Linked DNA regions of Mus musculus: region 2 is linked to region 1. A link is a contact called in public Hi-C data. All regions are on one chromosome and are shown on one strand. Each heading gives the region's core, a stretch centred on a gene start, on an enhancer-like site or on the middle of the called end of the contact. The rest is flanking DNA. Distances are from core to core; before and after follow the strand shown. Region 1 holds the start of Dusp3 (dual specificity phosphatase 3 (vaccinia virus phosphatase VH1-related)). Region 2 holds the start of Plekhm1 (pleckstrin homology domain containing, family M (with RUN domain) member 1).

Evidence for each region. A called contact is a pair of places that touch in the nucleus more often than the background predicts.
Region 2: a Hi-C map of B cells shows a contact between it and region 1, with 6 read pairs. The contact joins the promoter of Plekhm1 here to the promoter of Dusp3 in region 1. A contact is called at or near these places in 1 of 39 promoter capture datasets (pre-B cells) and 1 of 484 Hi-C or Micro-C datasets (B cells).

What each region holds. Positions count from the first base shown.
Region 1 is chr11:101,982,678-101,986,934 of GRCm38.p6, forward strand. It overlaps Dusp3 (dual specificity phosphatase 3 (vaccinia virus phosphatase VH1-related)), which reads right to left and starts at 2,114. Exons shown (of 3, transcript NM_028207.3): 1 at 1,935-2,114. The coding sequence starts at 2,059.
Region 2 is chr11:103,410,136-103,414,354 of GRCm38.p6, forward strand. It overlaps Plekhm1 (pleckstrin homology domain containing, family M (with RUN domain) member 1), which reads right to left and starts at 2,570. Exons shown (of 12, transcript NM_183034.2): 1 at 2,458-2,570.

The DNA.
Region 1 (4,257 bases), core at 864-3,363:
CCCTGAAGGATCAATCCTACCACACTGGTAACTACAGTTCTGAGGCTCTCTGCAATGTCTAGCACTAGAGTAGCCCCCCAATACGATGGGAGTTAGAAGGTACCTTGACTGAATGGTCAAAGAGGCCCTTCGCTTTCCCCTCACAACATCCAAATTTAAACTGCAGTATCTTACAAAGCAGTGTCTCCTGCAGAGTCCTGTCTACCTAAGAGAGGATAGGACTGCCCCCCCCCCCCCCCCCGTGAACAGAGCCTAAATTCTGCAGGACAGGAAAGGTGGGGGTGGGGTGGGGATGTGCCTGTGCTCATATGGGCTGCTGAGCCAGAGCGCTGTCCAGATGGGAGGAAAGAGCTGCAAGGCTCTGCCCCCACCTCCCTCTGCCTCTCACGCCCTGAGATTGGAAAGTGCAGCTCACACAGACTCCCTCACTGGCCTGAGAGGATGTGCCGGAAGCCCCTTGGTCCAGGAGTTTCAGGTGGACGAAGAAGCTTTAGGCTTGGCTTTAGGTATGCAGTTGATCCTCCCAGCTGAGCAGCGCCCCCATGTCAAGGTCAGATTTGCATAGAGGGCAAAGGATGTGTTCTCCAAGGCAGCCATCAGTCCTGACACTATGCCTAGGCAACCTACTGCAGATAAAACTCAACAACCTGTCCCCCAGCAAGCAGGCTCCTGAGACCGCCAAGCCCCCTGGCTTCTTGGATAGTTGAGGTAGGGAGGACTGGGAGAGGTTCCCTAAGACTATGCAGCGACTGAGCTGGAGGCTGACCCTGTGAGTCTGTTTAGCCACTTGCTCAGGAGCAAGAATGCACAGCCACGTTGACAGAATGCTGAAGAGCGCGTCCATATATCTCAGCTCTCTACCACCAATCCAACCGTCAGCAAATGCACCATGATGACCACCACCGTTCTGAAGAGTGAACACCATATGGTGTTTGACACATAGTAGGTGCTCCGTATGGAAATAAGCGATGCAGTACATGCAACCTGCCCCCAAGTGTCTGAGACTAATCATGTGAAACCCCTCTGGCTCTGCTGCAGGCTAGGCAGCAGGTCCTAGGTGCAGGACAGGAAACACACATGTAAGACATTGAAAGATCCTTACAGCCCCTCAGCCATCCCGGCCATCGCTTCCTAGTGTGCAAAAACAGAGCTTAGGACTTTAATAAATGGGGTCTTCACATTCATGAAAACCCAACGTGGATCTTCCTGCAATGTGGATCATGCCAACTTTTATCTTGGTGTTAATATTGGTTCTCTCCCACTGCTGAGAAATTCTTATTAATAACATGACTAAAGTTTTCTTTTTAAAATAAGAACACATACGAGCTCAATAATATACACATTTCCTAGTGGTGCAATTAGGAGGAATTTTCAGATGGCTCGGGTCTTTATCATTTTGTTTTTTTCCATCTAAGTCAAACTTTATCTGGAGAAGCCAGGAAAGCCTTGGCTCAGCTACTTCCTCTTCTAGGGTATTTTAGGGTATTTGGATTTCCTGACACGGACAGGAAAAGCTCCACACCCAGATTGTAACGTCATCCCGTTGCCATGGCAACGAAGGCAGACATTCCACGGTGACCTCACTGCAGAACTAGGCAGCTGTCACATGACGCGCGGCCAAGAGACAGCCCTGCCACCTGTTAAGAGAACGTGGTAGCCTTGACCCCGCCCAAGCCCAAGCCAGAGCTGGTAGAGGCTGAGGTCAGGCACTTTGGGGGTTGGGGGGCGTCTCTGGGCATGCGGAGTCCAGCTCCTCCGCTTCATGCGCGGGGAGTAGGCGTCGACTCCAGGCTGGTCCCCAGCACCCGCTCTTGCTCTCAGGTCGGCGACCGCGCCCAGGATCCACCCCCCCCCCATGGACCCCACTCCAGCCCCCAAGTAGTAGTCGGGGCCCGCTGGGAGCGGCTACGGGTTTGGCCCTCCCAGAGACTCACGCGTTGCCCACGTAGACCCTCGGGACGACCTCGTTGCAGGGCTGGCTCGGCAGGCTGTAGCAGCCGCTGCCATCCGAGAGCAGGTCGTTGAGATCTTGCACCGAGAGTTCGAACGAGCTGGACATGGCGGCGGCGGGGCGCTGCACGCCAGGGCAGGAGCGAACGAGGGGGAGAAGCCGGGTCAGCGGGGCGGGGCTGCCCAACCGGGAGCCGCCCCGTCCCGCCCCGGAGGCGGGCCCACTGGGTGCGGGAAGCTGCGGTCACGCTAGGCAGCGCAGAGGACACGCGCGACTGGCCAAGCGCCGCAGGACCCCGGGGCACGTTCCTGGCCGAGATGCCATCACTCCCGTGTCATCCGTACTCATTCACCCTGGCTAAGGCAGTGGAGCGCAGGCACTTCATTTACTGAACCCAATGCGGGACGCCTGGGTACACCTGGAGTCGCTCTTTCAGGATAATGGGTACCCCTGGGGTTTGCTGTGAACCCTTCTCGCTGCACACCAGCAGAGTGGGCATCCATTCATTCACCCCAAACACACACGTCAGAACACATCTTCCCAGCCCACGACTGCTGAACCAACAACCTGCCTACCCAGGAGATGGATCCTTACCCAAGGTTACAGGAAAGAGCCCTATTCTGGAACACTTCTTTTAATGTTTGATGTGAATCAGCATTGAACTTTTTAAAGGCTGAAGGTATAGGTCGCCAGGTTTGGCATCTGACCCTGGGGGACTACTTTAACCTTAGCCTGTGTGCTGGCGACTAAAAGGGAGGAAAGCAGTTTGAACAGCTATAATTTTGTGAGACCCGAAGTGTCTACGAATCTGTAACTTTTGAGTGTAAACACAATATAAATGGAGAATTCTCACACCTGACCTGTGACAGTCAAAACACAGGCACACTAAAAATTACTGTACAAAACTGTATTCAGGATATATTTATATGTGACGCATTAATGGATTTCATGTTTAGACTTGGATCCACTCACTACATATAGTATATATATTATATCGTAAAGTCTCAAACATTTCTGTCCCAAGCACTTCAGTAAAGAATATGCAACATCTAACTCCTAAGAATTGCTGGAGGGCTGGCAAGATGGCTCAGAGGGTTAAGAGCACTGACTGCTCTTCCGAAGGTCCTGGGTTCAAATCCCAGCAACCACATGGTGGCTCACAACCACCCGTAATGAGATCTGACGCCCTCTTCTGGTGCGTCTGAAGACAGCTATAGTGTACTTATGTATAATAATAAATCTTTGGGCCAGAGCGAGTGGAGTTGACCTAAGTGAGCGGGTCATCTGTACAGCTATAGTGTACTCACATACTTAAAGTAAATAAATCTTTTTTTTAAAAATTTGCTGGAAAGATTCCAGAAACATTCAAGGGGTTGCGGAGGTTCCTGGGCTGGCAAGGTGCCCAGCATGCACAAAAACCTTAGTTCAGTTCCCAGCGCGGAACATACAGGCGTAGCGGTTGCAGAAGCAATTGACAGATGTTGAGCACTCACTGGGGGCCTGCGCCCTGGGCTGTGGGCTCTGGGCTAGTGTGGGGGTAAATCTTCCTCCACAGGTTCCTTTACAGCTGTTCCTGGGGTAGCTGCCATCTCACTGTGAGCCACATGGTGTCAGTAGCGAGTTTCCACTGAGAGCAAAGAGCACAAAAAGCGTCTCTCCAGTTGCCAGGGAAAATGGCCCGGTCCCTAACGCCAAAGGGGCAAATACAGTCTCCCCAGTGTGTCTCCTATTAAGATTTGTTTTCTTTATGGTTTTGTTTGTTTTACTTCATACTTTCGTTTTTTGAGGTCGGGTCTCATGTAGCCCAGGCTGGCTTTGCAGTATATAACCAAGGATAACTTTGAATTCCATCTGCCTGCTTCCATTTCCCAAGTGCTGGTATTGCGAGCCTGTGGCACTGCTCTGGGTTACACTAACTACACTTTTGAGTGTTTCGCTTTCCCAGAAAAACTTATGGTTTCAGACCTTCAGGGAAACCTCGCAGGGAACTGTGACTTCTTAGCTCATAGCTCAAACGGCAGAATGAGAGTTAGAGTCCCACCCCAACCTCCCTTTGTGAGCCTCTGCCTGTGCCAGGCAGGGAAGGGATATCATGCCTTTCTTTTCTCCTCCAGCCTTGGAAACATCTACTTCCCAGGCACGTGAGGAACTTCAAAGCCCCCTTTCCTTCCTCCTGACATGGTCCTGACTTATCACAGAATCACCATTGCTTTAGGAGAGAAGAGAAGAGCCACTTACCTTGACCGAATCATAACACAGAGAATATAAATACCGGATTGTCCCGCACCCCATCACCATATATAAAT
Region 2 (4,219 bases), core at 1,320-3,819, 1.4 Mb after region 1:
TAAATAGCTGGGCAATAGTGGTACACGGCTTTAATCCCGACATCTGGGAGGCAGAGGCAGGAGGATTTCTGAGTTCAAGGCCAGCCTGGTCTACAGAGTGAGTTCCATGCCAGCCAGGGCTATACAGAGAAACCCTGTCTTGAAAAAAACCCAATAAATAAATAAATAAATAAATAGCTCAACTCTTGAATGACTTAATAGATACAGGCGAGGCATATAGAACAGATTCATCTATTCAGCAGACTGGGAAGCTGAGGCACAACACTTTACGCTGTAGGGCTACTGAGAAATTTCTGCCAGTACACAAAGCTGCCAATGAGTGAAAAGCAACTCTGAAGGTTGCATCATCATGAGAGACTATTCAAGGCAGAGCTGCATTCAGCCTTCACAGAAGGAGACGGCTGTGGTAAGCATGGTCTCTCAAGACCCTTGCTGACAGGGCCTGAAGTGCAGCTCAGTGGTAGAATATTTGCCTCACATATACAAGGCCCTGGACTAAAACTCCAGCACTGGGCTTGCGTATGGGGGAGGGGGCTGCCAAAGACCCCTCCCAAAGCAAGCCCATTAGAACCTGGTTGGAAATGTCCTTGGACTATAAATGCTGAGCATAGGACTTAAAGACACACATCTGTCTCAACTACTGGGTTCACCTTTACATGTTCCTACAAACCCCAGTGGCTAAGACTAAGTGATCCAGGACCTACAAAAAGAGAAGCGATTTTACAGTCCCTGTACTGTCCTTCAGCCTCCCAGGACTCCTCCTGGCTTACAACATGCTTCTGATGGCCATTATGTTTCTGGGTTCAATAGTGGGGAAGCTCTGCATTCAGCTATGCAGAAAGGAACACTGGGTAGATTCTTCCTCACAGGTGCTAGGACACACTGGCAGGACTCTGTGATCACAACCAACTAACTCCACACTGCTTCCCTGAGGCTCTCTACTGACAGAACCGCCAGCCAAAAGGAAGGGCTGGTTTCCATTACCTCAGGATGAATGAGATGGTTGAGTGGCCACCTCTCACCTCCCAGGTATTTGAATGACACCTACCATTACAACAGCAGGCACAAATGACTTAATAGGAATGCCAGAAAAGCCATCTGTGGAAACACATTTAGGAGATCAGACACTACAAAGAACATCTCCCCCAAGAAGCTTTATACTCAGTTACCATCCGAGTCCCTACACACACCAATTTAGCTGTTTAGTCTGCTGGGCTCTGAACAAGGAGCAGACATGGCTGTTGAGGAATATAGCAAGTATGACCACTAGGGAGCTATACCCTAAATTCTCAAAGTGAAAGAGAGCTGGATCAAGGAAGAAAATGACAGGAGTTGAGTAGATCTAGTTAATAGCAATTCTGGGAAGCCAGGCATGGTGACTCATGCCTACAATTCCAGCACTTGGGAGGTGGAGGCAGGGAGGATCAGGAGTCCATGGCTGTTTAGATTGGCTGTCTTAAAACAATAACAAAAACAAAAAACAAAACCACCCTCCATCCTACAAAAACAAACAAACAAACAAACAAACAAAAAACAGATTAAAACCAGGAGTGGTGACCCACACTGTGAGTTTGAGGCCAGCCTGATCTACATAGTGAGTGATCTGAGAGAGAGATCTAAGGCTAAATAGTGACATGCTGTCTCAAAAACAACAACAACAACAACCCAAAACCCCAAACTAACAGTGATGTTAGGGGGCAGGAATATTATGTACATGCATAAAATTCTCAAAGAATTAATAAATGCATATTAAATTTAAAGTAACGAAAGGACTGGGGGAAGTGGTAGAAACTGAGACAGTCCTCTACAGCAGAGTCGGGGACAGTTTAATATTAAGTCTTAGACAGGAAAGTGCCTGAGAGACCTTACCTCTGTGATCAGCTAGGGAATTAGGTAAAAATCGGTAAAGAAAAGATACACACAAGCCTTGAGATAAAGCTGTGACGTCAGTAACCAAGAAGAAACCGGCAAGTTCAACAGGAGAAAACTTCAGTAGTGGGTCAATGGGAGGGAGGGAGACTTAGCGTGTTTGGGACGAGTGAGCCAGATACGACAGGCTGCGATAAGAAATTGAGCCAGAATGGAGGGTCGAGGGAAGGTTCAGAAGAGATGAGGGATAAACGCGATGTTGAGATAAGAGGTGGCGAAGGGATGTGGCTCGCTCGGATCGGGTTGCAACTGGGCTAAAGAGGGGTCACGAGTGAGGCTACACTTTTGCAAGACCGGTGGTTAGGGGACCCGGCTTGGGGCTGAGGTTGGCTGCGGTGGAGACGGAGGGGAGAGAGCCGGTGGCCACTGGCTGAGGTGGGAGCAGGCCCGGGCTGCGAAGGGCCGAGGTTCCCACCCCAAGTCTCCAGGCGCACAGGGGTCGCGAGTGGCTGCGAGGTTGCGGGCCCACCGCCGGGTCGCATCACCGCCCCGCGCTTCCCTCCACGTTCAGACCCCAGACTCACTCACCGAAGGGATCAGGAGCAGGTGGCGGCGCTCCGGGCGAAGCGAGACCCCCCTCGGTTCCGAGCAGAAGCTGCGGCTCCAAAGGCACTGACAACAGGAAGCGGCGCGCGGCGTCTGACGCCATCACGTCGGCTCCTCGCTACGGCCCCGCCCCCAGTCCTCAAAAACCAATCACTGGGCCTAGAGGAGCCGAGGGGCGGGGCCGTCAGCTCTTCCCTTGCCCCGGATTGCAGGGCTTCTTGGCTCAGGTGAGCGATCCTGCCGCTCTCGCTACTCTGGCTCTGGGTAGCGCAGAGAGGCTGGACCCTTGGAGCTTCGGGACTTCTGCGTCCCGCAGCTCTGCCCCTCAATCGCATCTGTGCAACTTTGGGGTTGTCGTGTTTGCCCCCTTAATCCGAAAATGCGCCCTGTTGCGCCATTAACCCGTATGTTTCCCTAAGGGCATTAGTAGTGGAGGGAGCAAGTGGATCCTGGGTCCAAGTGGGACCTTCAGGTCTGGTTTTTCCGGAGCCAGGAAACAGTTGTTTTGACTTGTCTCATACCACGTGATCGCCCTGAGGGCTCTCTTGGACCTGTTAGTTTAATTTGCCTGCGGTCAGCCCTTTGAGGCATGAAGCCCAGAGGACCTGCTTTTTGTCTTCTCACTATTTAATTGCTTTTGTTCCATTACAGAAAATGACAGCTGTCTCTCGGAATAGACGCGGAAGAAAACTGTCAAATGTAGCAACCGTGACTAATAAAGGGCAGGCTGGGCAGGTCTGAGGACCGTGCCCAAAAGGGAACCTAGGACCTAGGTGTGGGCCATAGAGGTGGTGACTGTAAAAGAAAAGACTCTCTGTGAGTTTATATGAACTTTGCTCCTATTGACTTAGAGGACCTTGTTTTCTTGGTGTCTTCCATCCCCTCTGGCTCCTACACTCTTTCCACCTCTCCCTTGGGGTTCCCTATCTGCTGTAGAAGGAAACTTCTCTAATGATGGCTGAACAAGGCATTGATCTATGAGTACCCAAATGTCATTAGGAGTCATTTTATCACTATGTCTTTTTTTTCCTTTTCTTTCTTTCTTTTTACCAGTTGTGGTTTGAATGTGCTTGGCCCATGGGAAATGGCACTATTTAGGAGGCATGGCCTTACTGGAAGAGGTGTGGCCTTGTTAGCGGAAGTATGTCACTGTGGCTTTGAGGTAATATATATTTGAATATATGTTCAAACATATATATGCTCAAACTCTGCCCAGTCTCTTGGTTGCCTTCTTTTTTCTTTCTTTCTTTTTTTTTTAATTTATTTTATTTTTATTATATGTAAGTACACTGTAGCTGTCTTCAGACACTCCGGAAGAGGGAGTCAGATCTCATTAAGGATGGTTGTGAGCCACCATGTGGTTGCTGGGATTTGAACTCAGGACCTTTGGAAGAGCAGTTGGGTATCTTACCCACTGAGCCATCTCTCCAGCCCTCTGGGTTGCCTTCTAATCAAGACTCTTAAAAAAAAAAAAAAAAAAAAAAAAGCTCCTCCCCCAGCACCACACCTGTCTGCCTGCTGCCACGCTAATGACGGAACCTCGGAACCTGTAACCCAGCCCCAGCTAAATGTGTTCCTTTATAGGAGTTGCCTTGGTCATGGTGTCTTTCACCACAATGGAACCCCTAACTAAGACACCAGTCTTATTTGCTTTTACCCTAGGTCCCTGGGCTATCTGGTCTTTGGTTCTTGGTTACCCCAAGCATGTTGGGTATGGGTTCCACCTGGTGAAGTGGGCCTTAAG